Linked DNA regions of Macaca mulatta: region 2 is linked to region 1. The links are chromatin contacts, called in public Hi-C maps. All regions are on one chromosome and are shown on one strand. The core of a region is the stretch at or near the end of the contact, and the rest is flanking DNA. Distances in the headings are between cores, read along the strand shown.

What was found. Hi-C and Micro-C count contacts between places; a contact is called where the count stands out from the background.
Region 2: a contact with region 1 is called in a Hi-C map of CD4 T cells, with 3 times the contacts expected there. The contact joins the promoter of SLC7A6OS here to the promoter of SLC7A6 in region 1. A contact is called at or near these places in 5 of 14 Hi-C or Micro-C datasets (CD4 T cells, blood, cortical neurons and 2 more).

Annotation. Positions count from the first base shown.
Region 1 is chr20:63,849,510-63,855,033 of T2T-MMU8v2.0, reverse strand. SLC7A6 (solute carrier family 7 member 6) reads right to left here and starts at 3,281. Exons shown (of 12, transcript XR_013411051.1): 1 at 3,231-3,281.
Region 2 is chr20:63,900,434-63,905,957 of T2T-MMU8v2.0, reverse strand. SLC7A6OS (solute carrier family 7 member 6 opposite strand) reads left to right here and starts at 3,070. Exons shown (of 5, transcript XM_015126469.3): 1 at 3,070-3,281; 2 at 3,402-3,680. The coding sequence starts at 3,090. PRMT7 (protein arginine methyltransferase 7) reads right to left here and starts at 2,974. Exons shown (of 20, transcript XR_013411027.1): 1 at 2,895-2,974. LOC114674524 (small nucleolar RNA U13) reads left to right here and starts at 656; the gene lies at 656-758.

The DNA.
Region 1 (5,524 bases), core at 2,032-4,531:
TTGGGAGGCTGAGGCGGGTGGATCGCCTGAGGTCAGGAGTTCAGGACCAGCCTGGCCAACACAGTGAAACCCCATCTGTGCTAGAAATATAAAAAATTGTCCAGGCATGATGGCGGGCGCCTATAATCCCAGCTATTCGGGAGGCTGAGGCAGGAGAATCACTTGAACCCGGGAGGTGGAGGTTGCAGTGATCCAAGATTGCGCCATTGCACTCCAGCCTGGGCAACAAGAGCAAAACTCCGTCTCAAAAAAAAAAAAAAAAAAATCCACCACAATTGGGAGGCCAAGGCGGGCAGATTACCTGAGCTCAGGAGTTCGTGACCAGCCTGGCCAAGATGGTGAAGCCCCGTCTCTACTAAAAATACAATAATTAAGGCCGGGCGCGGTGGCTCACGCCTGTAATCCCAGCACTTTGGGAGGCCGAGACGGGCGGATCACGAGGTCAGGAGATCGAGACCATCCTGGCTAACACGGTGAAACCCCGTCTCTACTAAAAAATACAAAAAACTAGCCGGGCGAGGTGGCGGGTGCCTGTAGTCCCAGCTACTCGGGAGGCTGAGGCAGGAGAATAGCGTGAACCCGGGAGGCGGAGCTTGCAGTGAGCTGAGATCCGGCCACCGCACTCCAGCCTGGGTGACAGAGCGAGACTCCGTCTCAAAAAAAAAAAAAAAAAAATACAATAATTAGCTGGGCATGGTGGCGGGCGCCTGTAGTCCCAGCTGCTTGGGAGGCTGAGGCAGAAGAATCACTTGAACTCGGGAGGCGGAGGTTGCAGTGAGCAGAGATCACACCACTGCACCCCAGCCTGGGTGACAGAATGATACTCTGTCTCCAAAAAGAAAAATAAGAAAAAACCCACCCAATTACTCTTCAGAAAGAGTTGTAATATAAATAAATATATAATTTATTTTTATAATAAATTACAGTGTTATTTAACATGTAATACTAAAGAATTGTTAATTATGTGTAAGCCATTCTCTTTACTAGTATTGTGTTCATACTGTATACAAATAAGTAAAAACTCTTTGTAAATCACACAAACAAAAGAAAAGACAGCGCAACAATATTCACCTGTCAAGAAATACGTGAACATCACACTTTCATAAGCCACCTCCTCATAAATGGGTCCAGTACTGAGAAGGAAATGAAGTCCCTGCAGCAAGGCCTAATTTCACTTGTCTGCCTCGGCCACATAAACTCTGCAACAAAGAGTGGGAGGGAACTGATCAAAAAATGAACCCTTTTAACCTGAGAAAGCTGATTTTAAAAAATATGTATATATATATTTACGTAATTTTTAAAAATTAACCAAGAAAGCAGCAGAATGATATTTCCTTGTAAAATCTAAATTTTACATGCCCGGCAGGGGCAGTCCTAATTACTGGCAGGTTCCAAGACACCCACAGGGTGGGTATAACTGAAGCAGTCAGTCCAAACCTGTCAGAGAACTGGCCTTGTCACATTAAATCATGCATGTCTAGGCAGCTCTGGGGCCCCAGGTCCCGTGGGCACCGTTTGCATAACTTTTTTCTTTTTTTTTTTGAGACGGAGTCTCACTCTGTCGCCCAGGCTACAGTGCAATGGCACACTCTTGGCTCACTGCAACCTCTGCCTCTCGGGTTCAAGCCATTCTCCTGCCTCAGCCTCCCAAGTAGCTGGGACTACAGGCACCCGCCACCACGCCTGGCTCATCTTTTGTATTTTTAGTAGAGACGGGATTTCACCATGTTAGCCAGAATGGTCTCGATCTCCTGACCTCGTGATCTGCCCACCTCAGCCTCCCAAAGTGCTGGGATTACAGGCCTGAGCCACTGTGCCCGGCCTGCATAACTTTTTTAGAAACTAATCTACATCCAAGAGATTACAGCAGGAAACACAAAGGTCAGCAAATTTCTTCTACTAAGAAGTTCCAGGGAGATGGGGATCATAAAAGCGGTATATGCCATAAAAATACATCCATGGCCAAATAGGGAAGGAGGACAAGGAGAGGAAGAGAGGAGAAAATCAGGCTGGTGGTTTTCCACACACTTGCCAGGAAAATAAACTCCAGTATAATGACTTGAATGACGATCTGAGATCAAAGTTGGGAAGCAAAAGCCATCTGCACAGCACACACGGGACCCGAGTAATGCAGGTGGCCTGGGCAGGTCCCCAAAGGGCCTCACCGCCACCAAAAAGAGGTGGAACTGATATCAGGAAGCAGTCACAGCCTTTCAAGTCTGCTCCTCCCAGATCTGAAATCTGGGAGCAGCTCTGAGAGATAAGCTCCCGATGGCTGGGCACTGAACTGCCGCCCTGCGAGCTGAGCTGGCCCTGGCTTTTTCCCCCCATCAAGGGCAGAGACTGAATTCTTTTTAACTGTGTCACCAAGCCCAGGGCATACAAGAGGTACTCAAAAACGTGTTCGCCGACACCCTGATTCCTATTTATACTGACCATTACACAACATGTTTGCTTAGAGCCCAGCAAAGAATTTTCAGAATGTTTCACGTCTATCTCCCCACATTCAGGACGAGAGATAGTCACACAAGATGACAGGCTATGGGGACGCTCAAAAGAGCCATAATCACCGGGGCCACGTGGGTTCCCCAGCGCCAGCAGCCCAACGCTCCAGGCCCCAACACGCCGCAAAACCTTGCGGCATTCTCTAAAGTAAATGGACTGATTTTAAAATGATAATCGTCATTCTTGCGACAGCCCCAGGAAGCCTGGCTCCTGCAGTCCTGAGCCCGCATCTTTCTCCGCCCCACCGCGGCCACCACACAGCACAGGTTCTCTGTCCTGCAGTCGGAAGCGCAGTCACAGTCCCACTCTGGGTCACCGTCGCACAGTCTCACGCTCGCAGCGCGGCCCGCACACACAGAGTCCCGGTCACCCTGCTACCTGGGGTTTCCCTCTCCACACACACCCCCGGTCTCCCTCACACTCGCCGCGTCGCCAGCACACTCCAAGACTGGCTCCCTCGCGGTCACCATCAGCCTCCGGGGCTCGCACCCATACAGCATTTCTCCCACACTCGGCCCTCACGCTCGAGGTCCCTCGCTCCTCGTGTAGCCACCCCTCAGCCGCAGCGCCTCTCGCGCGGCCCCGACCGGCCAGCCCCGCGCCGTTTCTGGGCCGCATCCCGCTCCCGACGGCGGTGGCCAAGACCCAGAGGGTTCCGCTCCCACAGAACGCGGCCCGGCCCCGGCCCCTCTCCCCGCGCGCCCGCCCATGGCCCGGCCCGTTACCTCCCAGTGGCCCGGCGCCGCCAGGATGCTCGGTCGCGCCGCCGTCGCCGCGGCCGCTCAGGCCCCGCCCCGCCACGTCACCCGCCACCGGATCGCGATAGCGCGCGCCGCGTCGGGACACAGTTCCGTGCGGGGCCAGCTGGCGGCGGCGCTTCCAGGCCCCCGTGGCCGCCACGGCCTGGCCGCTGCGGGGTCCTCTGGCCCAGACCGTGAGCGTGGACGCCCGACAGCCCCCGGTGGCCTCGCCAGGGCCGGCGCAGCCCGTGACCTGGGCCCGGCCACCCTCGCCACCCTGGAGTTAGATAGGGCCTCCGAGGGCGTCTACACCGGGACATTCCCGCGGGGAGCTCTCATCGGCCCCCGCACCCCGTTCCTATCTCGCCCTTGACCTGGGCCCGGCGCCCAGGGCGCCCCCTACAGCTCACACAGGGATCCAAACGGCCTCCGCCACCGCCGGGCCACTGCCACCCTGCGTCTAGGAACCCCGAGAAGACACACACTCTGGGGACTTGTCCAAACACACGCACAGCTCAGATTCCCATCCCTTGAGGCCCCCGCACCCACAAAGAAACTGCAGGCTCCCTTGGCCAACCCCAGACCTCCCTGGGGCTCTGTCCTCATTTTCCCAAGAGAGCTGCCACCCCTCTTGGGGAAGCTGCACCTCCTGCCCACTTCCCCTCCCTCTGTTTGCTCCTCCATCTTCCTCTCGAGTTCCTTTTCCTCTGGTGTCTCTGGGGCTCTCTTGTCTAGAGCTTCCTGACCTCATGGGCCCCTGAGCCCTCCACCGAAATTTCCTGTCAACACCTCAAGCACTGACTTGGTCCAGGGCCCTGGGGTCTTTTCCCCCAGCCTTATGACCACAAGTGCATGTCCTCTGGTTCCAGACCATACCCAAGACCCTGCTCCCTGCCACCCAGTGACAGGGACCCAGCCAGAGATGGGCAGCACTTCAGACCCTTCCTCCCCACTCCTCCCACGGCCTACACCCTGCTTTCTTCTCCCCAGCCACAGTGGCTTCCCAATCCCTTTCCTGCTCCCCTTAACCCATCTCCACAGAGTAGGGGATGCTCCTAAATTACAGATTGCGATGACTTTGTATCTCCCCTGCCTAAAAACCCTTCCATTCTCCTCTCTGCAGGCCTGGATGACAATGCTTGAGGAGCCCTCGCTGGTGCTGCCCTCCTGCCCTCTGCTTGGAACACCTCCCGTGTCAGTGAGTGAACATATATATTTGGATCAATCGAGTTGCACCCTTTGCCTCCCAGATCAGTTCCTCCGGCCTCCCTGGCTGGGCAGAAGGACAACTCTGGACACTTGTATTGGCACCCAGCCACTTGTCCCTGCCACAGCTTTATATAAGGTATGCCGGCTCAGCTGGGCCTGGTGGCTCACACCTGTAATCCCAGAACTTTGGGAGGCTGAGTCAGGCGGATCACCTGAGGTTGGGAATTCGAGACCAGCCTGACCAACGGAGAAACCCCGTCTCTACTAAAAATACAAAATTAGCCTATTATGGTGGCACATGCCTGTAATTGCAGCTACTTGGGAGACTGAGGCAGGAGAATCGCTTTAACCTGGGAGGCAGAGGTTGCAGTGAGCCGAGATCGCGCCATCGCACTCCAGCCTGGGCGATAAAGAGCGAAACTCCATCTCAAAAAAAAAAAAAAAAAAAAGAAAGGAAACAAAAAAAACATACGCCGGCTCCCTCTGGCTTTGCAGTCTCACACCCAGTTACCTAGCCCATCAGCTAAAAGCCCCATGTACATCACACCCTGAATCAGATGTTCTCTAACACCATCAGTGTTCCTCAGGACCACCCTGCAAGATACATTTATTTGTAACCATTCTTTTCTTTTGCTTTCAGAGATCTATTGCCCAGGCTGGAGTGCAATGGCTATTCACAGTTGTGATCATAGCTCACTGCAGCCTCAAACTCCTAGTTTCAAGCGATCTTCCTGCCTCAGCTTCCTACTTGGGACTACAGATTTATTTTTATTTCATCTTTTTTTTTTTTTTGAGACGGAGTCTCGATCTGCCGCCCAGGCTGGAGCACAGTGGCGCGATCTCGGCTCACTGCAAGCTCTGCCTCCCGGGTTCACGCCATTCTCCTGCCTCAGCCTCCCGAATAGCTGGGACTACAGGTGCCCACCACCATGCCCAGCTAATTTTTTGTATTTTTAGTAGAGACAGAGTTTCACCGTGTTAGCCAGGATGGTCTCGATCTCCTGACCTCGTGATCCACCCACCTCGGCCTCCCAAAGTATTGGGATTACAGGTGTGAGCCACTGCGGCGG
Region 2 (5,524 bases), core at 1,821-4,320, 51 kb before region 1:
TCCCAAAGTGCTGGGATTACAGGCTTGAGCCACCGCGCCCGGCCATTTCCGCTGTTTTTAAGAGATGGGATCTCCCCGCTGTCCAGGCTGTAGTGCAGTGGCTATTCACAGGCATGATATTATACTCTACAGCCTTGAACTCCTGGACTCAAGGTCCTCCTACATCAGCCTCCCAAGTAGCTAGTCTACCGGCATGCACCACAGCACCCAGCTGCACTTTTACTTGCTGGTCAGGACCCATCAATGGGTTGCAACCAGCAGTTTAACAGCATTGCTATAATCCACTTTATCTCGTACTAATACTTATTTTACAGATAGAATATTTAGAACTATCAGAATCTGTAATGTGCATTGGAAAACTGTGTCCAACAAATGCTAGAGAAAGAAATGGCCATACCTAGCTGAATGTTCAGGGAAGGCTTAAAAGGTGGATTCAGCTGAGGCACGAGGAGAAGGTGGGGTATGTGGAGGGAGAAGGCATTTCATCCAATTAGAAAGGCTTGGACAATCACGCACATTAAATCAATCAGTTTGGTGAAGTAAAACTGGACCAGGTGTCAAACATTGTCAATAGGCTCCACATGGTAGAGTCCTGAAATACTAATCCTGTGGTCCACGTGGAATCAATTCTGAAGTTACTTAAAGGTTAAGAGTGATCCTTTTGTAACTCACAAGCGTGATGACTGGATGTTCATGCGCCTGTGTCAGACGTGCCTCCCCTCAAACCTTTACTACACTGGCACATTACCTATCTGAAGTGGAGGAAAAAAAAAAAAACGTATAGTAAAGAACTTTAATCCATAGGATTCCTTTCCTGTCTGTGATGTTGCTGAGTCGAACACCAGGACCACAGTGTTTTCAAAACCTGGAAGAGCCCAGGCGCGGTGACTCACGCCTATAATCCCAGCACTTTGGGAGACCAAGGCAGGTGGATCACCTGAGGTCAGGAGTTTGAGACCAGTCTGGCCAGCATGGCGAAATCCTATCTCTACTAAAAATAAAAAAAATTAGTGGGCGTGGTGGCAGGTGCCTGCAATCCCTGCTACTTGGGAGGCTGAGGCAGGAGAATTGCTTAAACCTGGGAGGCAGAGGTTGCAGTGAGCCAAGATCACGCCACTGCACTCCAGCCTGGGCAACAGAGCAAGACTGTATCTCAAAAAAAAACCAACCAACCTGGAACCTTGTCTTGTGTTAACAATTTTATGAAGGCACGAACCTCTTCTGGTGGGCACTACACACCTTCTCTGGCTAAATGCCCTCATCCATTATTATTTGTCCTCTCCCAGAAGAAGTCTACACTACAGATTGAGGAGATATTCTCTGACCCCCTCCTCATTCTCCAAGAGTTGTAAACTCGCATGGCCATTTACAAGGAGGAAATAGAAACCACCATGCCAAGCCCTAATTGTATTACCCGTCAAACTGCAGAGCAGATGGTCCTTAACATTCATTCAAAATGTATTTGCTAGGGTGTGGTGGCTCACACCTGTGATCCCAGCACTTTGGGAGGCCGAGGCGCAAGGATATCGGATCTGGGAGTTCCAGACCAGCCTGCGCAACATAGTGAGACCCCGTTCTCTACAAAAAATTTTTTTAAAAAATTAGCCGGGCGCGGTGACCTGTGCCTGTAGTCCCAGTTACTCGGGAGGCTGAGGTAGGAGAATCACTTGAGCCCCGGAGGCGGAGGTTGCAGTGAGCCGAGATGGCGCCACTGAACTCCAGCCTGGGTGACAGAGTGAGACCCTGTCTTGAAAATATATATGTATACATTAAATATACATATACTAAAATTAAAAATTAGCCGAGTATAGTGGCGCATGCCTGTAGTCCCAGCTACTCTGGAGGCTGAGGTGAGAGGATCGCCTGAGCCCAGGAGGTCAAGGCTGCAGTGCGCCTTGATCATACCACTGCACTCAGCCTAGGCAGCAGAGTGAGGCTCTCTCTCGAAAAAATAAAGTATCAAACTTGACTGAATACCTTCTACGTGCCAGGCACTATATTAGGGACTGGAGCCACCACCATAAGCTAGAGAAAACCCTTGCCCTCCAAGAGCTTAGACTAATGAGAGAGTAATACAAATTACAGACTACATGAATGCAAGAAATACACAGAGCGTTGTAGAAAGAGAAAACCAAGGTTACAGAAGGACTCTTTGAGGAAGGTAGCATTTGAGATCTACAAGACAAACCAGGATAAAAGTTGGGGAAGAGTTTTTACAGGTCAGGAATCCTTACCCCAACTTTCCCAAGAAAAGGCCCTAAGGTAGAAAGAACTAGGTGCACAAGCAAAATGTGCCAAAAGCCTGAGCGACCGAAGCACTTTTGCAGAAGCCCCCATTCCTCATCTCCTATCACATCTTCTGCTCAATCAAGCTGGGCCTTGTCGACTTTGGAAAGTCGACAAGTTTGGATCTTGTTCCAAAAGCAGTGGGAGCCACTCAAGAGCTTTAAGCAGAAGCATATCTACACTGGACGTACGCTTTTACAGAACCACTCTGGCTGGCATGTAGTGAATACATGACTCTCCAATTACTCAGAACACAGTGAACCGGGAAGACATCAGCAGGTCAATCAGAGAACTCGTGGCCCAGTGAGGGATGCGATGGTTGGAGCTACTGCGGTCTCTAAGGGGAGGCTCCAGGCACCAGTACTGCGACCCAGCCCCGCGAGCAGCAGGCACCCGGCTGGACTGCAGAGCCGGGGCCAGCCTGGAACCCCGCTCTCCTGCAGGCCAGGGTGCTCCGAGCTGCCCCACGCGGACTCTAGAAAGGTCCCCGGAGTCCAAGTACGCCCACGCCAGGCTCCTCTGCCGAGGCCCTGGTGCTAAGGACATGATGCTGGCTGCACCCCGAACCCCAAAGCGACCCCACCTTCCCCGCATACCCAGCGCCTCACCTGCCACGGGAAACGCTTCGCTCGCCTCCTCTGCTACCACCATTTTGCCGCGTCCAGCACGCGGGGCGGGATCTATCTGCGCCGAGGAGCGTGCGGGGGGCGGGGGGCGGGGGGCGGGGGGCGGGTCCCAAGGCAGAACTAGAAGGCTATCCCATCACACCCCGCGCGTTCCCACAATGCTCAGCGGCAGCCACTATGGAGGCCGGCAGGACAGCTGTGCTGCGGGTGAAGCGGAAGCGCAGTGCGGAGCCGGCCGAGGCTCTTGTGCTCGCTTGTAAACGCCTCCGGAGCGACGAGGTCGAGTCGGCGGCACAGAAGACGTCGGCGAGTTTGGAGAGAGCAGCGGAGAATAATGTCTTCCACTTGGTGGCCACTGTGTGCTCCCAGGTATTGGGCGTGGTGCAGTGATGTGGAGGGCATCTTAGGGTGCAGCCGTTAGGAAACCCGATCCCTGACCCGCTCGCGAACTCCTGCTTACGCTGGCCTCCCTCCCCTGTTGCCCCCTAGGAGGAACCAGTCCAGCCTCTCCTGCGGGCAGTTCTGCGCCCGTCACGGGACAGCCAGCAGCGTGTCCGCTGCAATCTCCGCGCCTCGGCTCGGGAGATCCGGCAGGAGGGCCGCTACCGGGTGGTTTCCAGCCGCCGATCCTTGGGGACCACCTCGAGCGGCCAGGAGTCCGAGTACACGCCGGGGAACCCAGAAGCCGCCGGGGACTCGGGCTTTCAGTTGTTAGACCTTGTCCACGAGGAGGGAGAACCTGAAGCCGCCGCTGCAGGCTCCTGCAAAGTGAGTACGCCTCGGAAGGTGGTGCTGGGCTTCTCAGGACGGTAATGCCAGAAGACTGGGCCCAGTAGCAGCACAGTTTCATCTTAAGGGGATGCATGATCCATCCGGCGTGACGGCCTCATTTTACAGTTTTGGTTATTCATCCAACATGTGTTTACTACGTGCCTACTAAATGCCAGGTATTTTTTTTAGATTCTGTGGATACAGCAGTGTGAACCTAACATGCAGGTAAACAGAAACAGTAAACAAGTCAATTCAGTGTCAGATGATGATAAGGGATGTAAGGAGGCAGGGAGACAAAGCAGAAAGAGTTGTGCCACTTCAGTGAGAGTGTCACTGAGAAAATGACATTTGAGTGAAGACTTGCAGAAGGTGAATGGCAGGGCATTCCACATATGGAGAGGACTTCTAGGCAGAGAACCTGAAAGTAAAGAGGCTCTGAAGCCGAGTTTCCCTGCTCCTTGCAAGGTGCCTGGAGCCGGGTGAGCTAGAGGAGACCAGTAAGGAATTTGAGGGGAGGAGTGCCTGCTAGACACTCTAGGTACTTGTAAGGAAATGTCTTTACAAGTCCTTTCAGCCTGACTGAGATGGGGTCACTGGAGCAAAGCAGAGAGAGAGCAGGTAGGAAAATTGATCAAAGAGAGCTTAAAGGAATAGTTCTGGGTAGCATACCCAGTTTGAGGTAGATTGAGGTCTAGAATGCAAGTCTTCTAACATTTAATCCAGTGCTTTTCTTTATATTACATTTGCTAAATTCATTTGCACTCACTTCCAGAAGAATTCTATTACATGCAGCGAAACTACAGAAATGGAAAATTTTCCTCGAGGCTGGGCACAGTAGCTGACGCCAGTAGTCCTAGCACGTAGAGAGGCCCAGGCGGGAAGATCACCTGAGCCTAGAGCGGTCAAGGCTACGGTGAGCCATGATTGTGCGGCAGTGGCATTTCAGCCTAGGTGACAGAGTGAGGCCCTGTCTCAAAAAAAAATAAAATAAAATTCTTCTTGTAATCCCAGCGCTCTGAGAGGCTGAGGCAGGAGGGTCGCTTGAGACCAGCCTGGGCAATAAAGCAAGACCTTGTCACTACAAAAAGAAAAAGGAAATTAGCTGGGCATGGTGGCATGCGCTTGTAGTGCTAGCTACTGGGGAGGCTGGGGTAGGAGGATCATTTAAACTCAGGAATTAGAGATTGCAGTGAGCTATGATCAAGTCACTGCCCTCTGGTTTGGGCAACAGAGCAAGATACTGTCTCTAAAAAAAACAGAAAACTCTCAACATAAGGTGTGCCTTTTTTTTTTTGAGTTGGACTCTCACTCTGTGGCCCAGGCTGGAGTGCACTGGCATGATCCCGGCTCACTGCAACCTCCAACTCCCGGGTTCAAGCAATTCTCCTGCCTCAGCCTCCCAAATAGCTGGGATTACAAGTGTGAGCCACCACATCCGGCTAACTTTTGTATTTTTAGTAGAGACGGGATTTCGCGATGTTGGCCAGGCTGGTTTCAAACTCCTGGCCTCAAGTGATCCGCCCACCTCAACCTCCCAAAGTGCTGGGATTACAGGCATGAGCCACTGCGCCCAGCCAATGTGCCCTCTCTTGATAAACATTTTTATAGAACTCAATCATTTTTGAAACTTAAAAAAATTACAATTCAAAATGAATCCACAAGCAACAAGCAAATGGTACTACTGTAATTGTTTATTGTTGTTGTGTTTGTTTTGTTTGAGATGGAGTCTCGCCCTTGTCGCCCAGGCTGTAGTGCAGTGGCGCGATCTTGGCTCACTGCAGCCTCCACCTCCTGGGGGTTCAAGTCGTTCTCATGCCTCAGCCTCCCGAGTAGCTGGGATT